2 separate regions of the Mus musculus genome follow, and region 2 is linked to region 1. The links are chromatin contacts, called in public Hi-C maps. All regions are on one chromosome and are shown on one strand. Each heading gives the region's core, a stretch centred on a gene start, on an enhancer-like site or on the middle of the called end of the contact. The rest is flanking DNA. Distances are from core to core; before and after follow the strand shown. Region 1 overlaps Akap6 (A kinase (PRKA) anchor protein 6). Region 2 has its middle 14 kb from the start of Gm40424.

What was found. A called contact is a pair of places that touch in the nucleus more often than the background predicts.
Region 2: a Hi-C map of bone marrow-derived macrophages shows a contact between it and region 1, with 8 read pairs. The contact joins two enhancer-like sites. A contact is called at or near these places in 5 of 484 Hi-C or Micro-C datasets (the HL-1 cell line, adipose-derived mesenchymal stem cells, bone marrow-derived macrophages and 1 more), 3 of 115 datasets of contacts at active chromatin or transcription factors (embryonic stem cells and extraembryonic endoderm stem cells) and 1 of 9 other capture datasets (embryonic stem cells).

The regions. Positions count from the first base shown.
Region 1 is chr12:52,907,025-52,910,892 of GRCm38.p6, reverse strand. The region is part of intron 4 of Akap6 (A kinase (PRKA) anchor protein 6); the gene reads right to left. Among named protein-coding and RNA genes, the nearest start is that of Gm51971, 110 kb to the right of the region's middle. Within about 2 kb of position 2,237, at least 20 of the 459 cell types and tissues checked have an H3K27ac peak or open chromatin away from gene starts, as enhancers often do. A contact at or near this core is called in bone marrow-derived macrophages, where this site is marked.
Region 2 is chr12:54,160,796-54,164,663 of GRCm38.p6, reverse strand. No RefSeq gene overlaps it. Among named protein-coding and RNA genes, the nearest start is that of Gm40424, 14 kb to the left of the region's middle. Within about 2 kb of position 1,668, at least 182 of the 459 cell types and tissues checked have an H3K27ac peak or open chromatin away from gene starts, as enhancers often do. A contact at or near this core is called in bone marrow-derived macrophages, where this site is marked.

The sequences.
Region 1 (3,868 bases), core at 988-3,487:
CTTTCCCTTTCCTTCCTTCCTTCTTTCTCTTTTTACCTTTGATTTATTTTGATCATTATTTTAATGCTTTAATGAGGACATCCTAAGACAAAAATAAGACCAATATGTAGACGTTCACTTTCGTTGTCATGCTTCTCAGAAGTTGAATTTTATTATTTAGTACATCCTAGATTTTTTAAAAAATTCATAACCTGAAATGTGAACAGTTTTCCCCTAGTGGATTATAAGAAAAAGAAATGGGGTAGGATGTTAGAAAAGACAAAAGCAGACGGATAAAGCCCAGAGACACGCTCCTGTTCCAAAGGGAGAGATCAGGTACAGAGGCCCACAGTCTCTACTAGAGCGCGCCCCTCCCGACCTGGGTGGATCTCCGTCTGGCACCCGTGGAGTGGTGCGTCCATGTTTTCCCGGGCTTTCCTAGGGGGCTGTCAATACTTCACATGTCATATTTAAGACAAATGTCCTCGGATGTTCCTGTCACTTCCGCAAGCTCGGCAGAGCCCTGTGGAACTCAAGTCGTCAGACAGTACCCTCATAGTGGAATTTTTGTGGAAGAGTTAAGAGACCCTTGGGCGAGCATAGAAACATATAGACGCGTTATCTGTCACCTACAGGAGAGTGTAGATGATGGCAACTAAAATAGAAATCATAATTTTAGTGCACAGGTCATCCACCACTTGCTGTTAAGTGTGACTTGAGTTGTTGTATATAAACTGGTGTGTGGATTAAAATTAAGTCAGGGCGCAAGCTATTTGGAAACAAGTTGAATCTGAAGGGTAAATAGTTAAGTATGCTATTTTAAATATAATCAATACTAGATGATTAATTATCACCCTCCCCCTCTAAAAACAACCATGAAAGCTTAGGAGCGTGTTCAGGGTCATAGATGTTGTTAGTCAAAAAGTTTTAAGTCATGCATGTCAGATTTCCTAGCAGAACCACGAGTGCAGGGTTAGCTGAGATTTCTGAGATGCAATTAGTAAACCGAGGGCCCTGGGAAACCTTCCTTGAACGAGTGTCTGTACAGCTCAGGCAGTCAACACAACAGGGTGGACATCAGAGACAACAAGGACCTTTCTCTGCAAATGTCTTCTCAACTGCAGCCCACCCTCACCGGTTTTCTTTGCCGGGTGATCTCCTGCCTCCTCTTTTGCCGATGCCAAGTTTCATCCATCGAGACAGAAACATGAGAAGTCTCGCTGTTCCTGTTTGTAACAAAAACCAGGTTGTACTTTCTCTTAGGGAAATCTTGGCTCTCTACACCCCAGTGGGGGCACTGTTGCTGTGTGTGGCCTTAAGAGTGCGGATGCAAACGGTTGAATGGAAATCAGTTTCCCTGGCGTTCAGTCAGCTCTTGATGTATTGATCTCCTGGCTTTGTCCAGTGTTCCAGCACCTCCGTGTACTACCAAGGGCACTTCCTGTGAGTCACGGGACATGTCCTCTCTCTCTCAGAAAGACCAAGAAAGTGGTGCACACAGGTGCATTCACACTTAGACCCACACACAGCTGATGCTTGCTTTCAGAGGGCCCACTGACATCTTTGTGGTGTGAATAAAGGAAAGCAGGCCGGTGTGGATGACAACAGGCAGAAAAATAGGGTAAATCTAGAAAATGCAACTATTTTGAAATAGGGATCAAACTATAATATGACAAAAACTGATCATTCATTCATTCATTGAAATATTTAGTAAGATCCTGCTGTGTATGAAGCAACTGGTAGACATGAATGGGCACAGAAAGGTAAATATCGATATTTAAAAAGATGGCAGAATGCAAAGCATGTCTAAACTCTGATATATTGGATTCAAATGATTTTGTAAGAAAAACAGCTCCTAAGAAAGAATGAAGGACGTATTCTGTTATACACAGCACTCTTATCTGTACATTAATTTGTTCCTTCCTATGGTTGGTACTAGGTACATGAGTGTGTTTCTCTAGTGTTCTGGATAACTATAGAAGTCAGGTTCCTCCTGCCTGGTGCTGCCCTGCACTGTGTGGAGAACGCACCTCCCCCAACCCCAGCGCACAAAGGCTGAGGTGGGAGCCTGGCTCCTCGGTTCCTGGACTCCTCAGCTCCTCAGCTCCTCTCCCTTCGCACTGATCTCTTTCTGCCCCGTCTTTTGAGAGGAGCTCTGCAAGAAAGATCACTAAAGAGTTCCCTCCTAACGTACGGAAGGCAGACTTGAAGGAAGTTAAATGTGACCATTCACGACCATTGCCGTAACAGGCTGAATGACTCCGTTGACTGACAGAGGAAGTGGTCAGCAGGCAGCGTTAGCCACGTCCTGGATGGTCAGTTGCCCTGTGGTGTCTGGCATCTGGATGTGAACCTTGTGTATCTGTGTGTCTTCACCTCAAAAGGATTCTGTCTCCTGTTAGAGACCCCAGATGTGAATTCTGGGCCAGACTAGATCAAATAAGCTGCCAACAAGCAGGGCCATGCAGATGAACCCCGGAACCGTGAACAACAACTTTATGGAGAAAAAAAAAATGGCCAACTTCTATTGGTATTTTAAGTCGTTAAAACCTAATTGCTACTTTCTCCGTATTCCACAGTTAAAGGCCCAGCGAATTCATCCGGATAATTCTAGCTGAAGTAATAAGCACCCTCACTACAGCTAGGATCTGTTGTGTAAAATAAAACACTTAGGACCTGTAATGATCACAGGAGGTGGGGACTCTTGTCACTCTCGGTATGCAGATGAGAAGAGCAAGTGTCTTGTCCGTGCCCTGAAGCTGAAAGGCGATGGACTCAGTACCCAAACCTGGAGCTGGAAAGTGATGAACTCAGTACCCAAACCTGGAGCTGGAAGGTGATGGACTCAGTACCCAAACCTGGAGCTGGAAGGTGATGGACTCAGTACCCAAACCTGGAGCTGGAAGGTGATGGACTCAGTACCCAAACCTGGAGCTGGAAGGTGATGGACTCAGTACACAAACAGGGTCTCACTGGTCCACATGACATCACGGAAGACCAGCTGGCTGACTTGACTGATAGGTTTTTCTTCCCAGAAATTGAAAGTTGAAAATAAATAAAGATTATGTAAGGATAACAGAAGATGGTATATTAAAAGAGAGACACATTAACCGTGAGCCAGGGTAGACATTAGGGAACAGTGGTAGAGCCACTCAGAACTGACTTTGGTTCCAGCAGTTACTACAGGAGTTGTTTCCTGCCTTTGAAATCAGTTCCTTCACCTGTAAAATTCATGCAATAATATTCATTTGGGGGATTCCATGATAATTGCCAGAGAAAGTACATTAAAGGCTACTCATCCATAAATGAGACCTCTTTCTCAACACCCACTGCCACCACCAACACTTGGAGAACATCACAGAAGAGGAGGTGAAGAGCCTGTAAGAGCCGGATGATGGGAGGAGCACTGTGTAAGAGCCGGATGATGGGAGGAGCACTGTGTAAGAGCAGGATGATGGGAGGAGCACTGTGTAAGAGCAGGATGATGGGAGGAGCACTGTGTAAGAGCAGGATGATGGGAGGAGCACTGTGTAAGAGCAGGATGATGGGAGGAGCACTGTGTAAGAGCAGGATGGTGTGGAGGAGCACTGTGTAAGAGCAGGATGGTGGGGAGGAGCACTGTGTAAGAGCAGGATGGTGTGGAGGAGCACTTGTAAGAGCAGGATGGTGGGGAGGAGCACTGTGTAAGAGCAGGATGGTGTGGAGGAGCACTTGTAAGAGCAGGATGATGAGAGGAGCACTGTGTAAGAGCAGGATGGTGTGGAGGAGCACTGTGTAAGAGCAGGATGATGGGAGGAGCACTGTGTAAGAGCAGGATGGTGTGGAGGAGCACTGTGCAAGAGCAGGATGGTGGGAGGAGCACTGTGTAAGAGCAGGATGATGGGAGGAG
Region 2 (3,868 bases), core at 419-2,918, 1.3 Mb before region 1:
AATTTTCTCTCCCCCTGTTGGGTTATTCACAAGTGTTCCAGGGCCAGCCTCCTAAAGGAGTGCTCCTTACTCAGTAACAGCTATGCGTGCAGAAGCCGCAGCTTTGTCCTTGAATGCTTTCTTGCTGCTTAAATAGGATTTTCTTTGCCTGCCTCATAAGACTGAGGAGGGACTTTGGGTTTCTATGCAACATTGGCCTCGAGGGCGTGAGATGTTTGGAGGTATATTCCCCGCCTTAAGGTAGAGTTGAACAGCACCGGTTGTTTGGAGCAGACAACACTGGAATGCAGTTTGGAGCCTTTAGCCAGTGTGCCTGATACCTCCCTGTGTTCCTGGGTCACATACACTTTCTAGGGATGAAAGGGAACACTCACTGCCTTTTCTTCTTGACACACTTAGATTCCTACCCCGTGACACACAGCCTTCAGCCTACTTAACAGTGTGAACAACTGTGTTGAAATAAGACTAAAAAAAAACTTTGATCTTTGGTGATTTCCCCACTTAAGACAAGTAACCTTTCTCCTGGAAGCCTTTCTCCTAACTCCTGGGAGTTAACTCTTACATTTCTGAGTGCCTTTATTTTCCCTTTCTTATTATTTTGGGGGACAGGGTATGCTTTTCCAAGTCAGGGTTTCTCTGTATAGCCTTGGCTGTCCTGGAGCTCACTCTGTAGACCAGGCTGGCCTCACAAAGATCCACTCGATTCTTCCGAGTGCTGGAATTAAAGGTGTATGCCACTCCAATTGACTCTTGGGAACATTTATAGAGGTCATTTTGTGATTCTTTTTAAAAAGACATCTCTGGTTTTAGGGAATACTGTTGTAGCTTATTGATAATGTTTTACCAACTTGAGAAAGATTGCTCTAGGAGTGGATAAATACTCAGCTGATTAAAACACTACACAATTCGGGATGTCTCATGTTTGTGAGTGATGTGTGTGTGTGTGTGTGTGTGTGTGTATGTGTGTACATGTGTGTGTGTGTGTGTGTGAGTGATGTGTGTGTATGTGTGTATATGTGTGTGTGTGTATATGTGTGTGTGTGTGTGTATGTGTGTATGTGTGTGTATGTGTGTATGTGAGTGATGTGTGTGTATGTGTGTGTGTAGATGTCAAAAGGTAACTTGGGATTAAGGTGTAGAAGAGCCTTTTGTCTATTGAGGACTTCTGAGGAAGAGGACTGAAGAGAGGAGGGGACTGGACATACTGTGTTGGTCTCTCACTGGTCTGGAGTAGCTGCCGGCAGCTCTAGGAAGCTTCTCTTGTTCCTCTTGACCTGACCCAAGCTGGGGGTGGCCCAGAAAGCAGTGGGAACTTGGGAAAGGATCTAAGGATTCACCAACTATCGATTTGGGAAATTTCATTGGGTGTGTGCCATAAAATGCTGGAAGGCGGACTTTCCCAAGAAACCTTTTCTGTAGACTTTTTTTTTTTTTTTTAAATAAATGGCTTGAAAAGGTAATATCCAATCAAACGGGAATGCCTCAATTCTGAAAAGGTGGGGAGGAAGGACAAACTGCTCCCCCGCCCCGTACTTGGCAGTGTCTTGCTTTGGGGAGTGCCCTGCCTCAGCAAATTCTCCGATTCTGGGCTCCGGAGCTGCGGAGCTGCGCTGTCTCTGCCAGCTCTCGTACAGCACGCACGCCCCGTGCATTGGCTTGGTCATTTCCTCCTATTTTTCTGCTTATTCATCCTGTGGCCTGTGTTCCCCTTGACAGACTTTCCCCCCACCCTCCTGTGGGGAGAGATAACATTCTCGGGAGGGACTTTAATCCATCTGATAAGTTCTATTTTTAGCCAAGCCTTTCCTCCTGGCTTCTAACTTTCAGAGGCTCACACACTTCCGAGCCTCCTTTGGCGTTCGTTCTTGCCGTCTTGCGTACTCTTGTGCCTGGGGTTTCCTAACAGACTGTAGTTGAGTGGGGAGCGGGGAAGGTGAATTGACTTCCAGGGCAGGGACACTTTCTCCTGGGTGTGGGGCGCTGTTTTTAGCAGGGCCATTCACTCTTACCTACCTCCTGCTTCCCCTCCAGGCTGTCCACGAATTTCCTTTTGTCAGTAAATTTATGTTATCTTGATAAAGGACACCCATTAAAAAAAAACAAGACAGCTGTGACTTTCGATGATTAGCACAAGGGTCTGGCAGCTAAGATGCCTGCCTGTAGCTACTAAGACTTCTACAGAATGACAACTTAATCTGCAGCCTTTGCATTAAGATTTAATCAAAGCAGCCAGTGTCCGTCCCTCCCCCGCCCCCCCCCCCCCCGTTCCCCATGTCCCCGTCCCCCCCCCCCCATATGAGGGGAGAAGTTTTGGGTTTGCTGTCACATGATCTCTGCCTGTTGCTTTCCCAGATAAGGATATGGGAATAAACTTACCTCAGTACTTTATATAAATGTGTTCTTTTTCTCCTTTTAATCCTTTGGCCCAGAATGGCCCCCCCTCAAATATATATATAAAACAGAAACTCTTCTGACAAGACTACAGAGCTTGAAAAGGAGAATGGGGTATCCCCCTGCCCCAGGAGTGCTCCTGGGAACATTGCTGCCAGGCAATTTAAACTTCAGGACCTCGACTTCATTTACTCTCAGTGGACCAGTTGTCTCTCGAGGCTCACTTAGCTCTGTCACCATCATGACTATTGTTGTGTTTTATAAGATGATGTAGTATAGTGCGGCTGGAGGGAGCACCTCAGTGGTCCCTGCCAAGGAGTCTTGGGATCAAGTCACATGACAGGCCTAGAACAAAAGAAGTTTATTGGGGGAAGGGAGCCAGGGAACGGAGCAGCAGGGTGCCTGGGATGGGGTTAGAGGCAGAGGAAGGCAGGTGGGACAGAAAGGGAAAGGAGAGGGGAAGAGAAGGAGAGGCCAGCCTGGAACATGTAGGGGAGGGGGGTGGAGACACAGAGAGGTAAGATAGAGGGATGGAGGAGAGAGAGAGAGAGAGAGAGAGAGAAGCCAAGTAGTCCTTATACTGCTGGCTCCTGGCTGAACCCAGGGTGGAGATGTAGATTGTTGCTAGGTAACTGTTGGGCAGAGCCTAGAGGAATTGCGGACACCTAGGACCACTATAATACTGCAAGTGGCATTGGTAAATGGGTTAGCTTTATAGGGTGGAACACACTTATCAAATGACTTACTACCAGTAAAATTTGTATAGCTTATGGTGTGGTGGCTTACAGGTTCAGAGGTTCAGTTCATTATCATCAAGGTGGGAACATGGTAGCATCCAGGCAGGCATGATGCAGGAGGAGCTGAGAGTTCTACATCTTCATCTAAAGGCTGCTAATACAAGATTTCTCTCTCTCTCTTTCTTTCTTTCTTTCTTTCTTTCTTTCTTTCTTTCTTTCTTTCTTTTCTCTTTCTTTCTTTCTTTCTTTCTTTCTATTAGATATTTTCTTTATTTACATTTCAAATGTTATCCCCTTTCCTGGTTTCCCCTCAAAAAAAAAAAAAAAAAAAACCCTATCCTATCCCCCTCCCACCTCCCCCACCCCTGCTTCCCCTGCTCACCAACCCACCCATTCCCACTTCCCTGTCCTGGCATTCCCCTTCAATGGGACATCGAGCCTTCTCAGGACCAAGGGCTTTTCCTCCCATTGATGTCCAACAAGGCCATCCTCTGCTACATATGCAGCTGGAGCCATGAGTCCCACCATGTGTGCTCTTTGGTTGGTGGTTTAGTCCCTGGGAGCTCTGGGGGTACTGATTGGTTCATATTGTTGTTCCTCCTATGGGGCTGCAAACCCCTTCAGCTCCTTTGGTCCTTTCTCTAGCTCCTCCATTGGGGGCCCTGTGCTCAGTCCAATGGTTGGCTGAGAGCATCCACCTCTGTATTTGTCAGGCACTGGCAGAGCCTCTCAAGAGACAG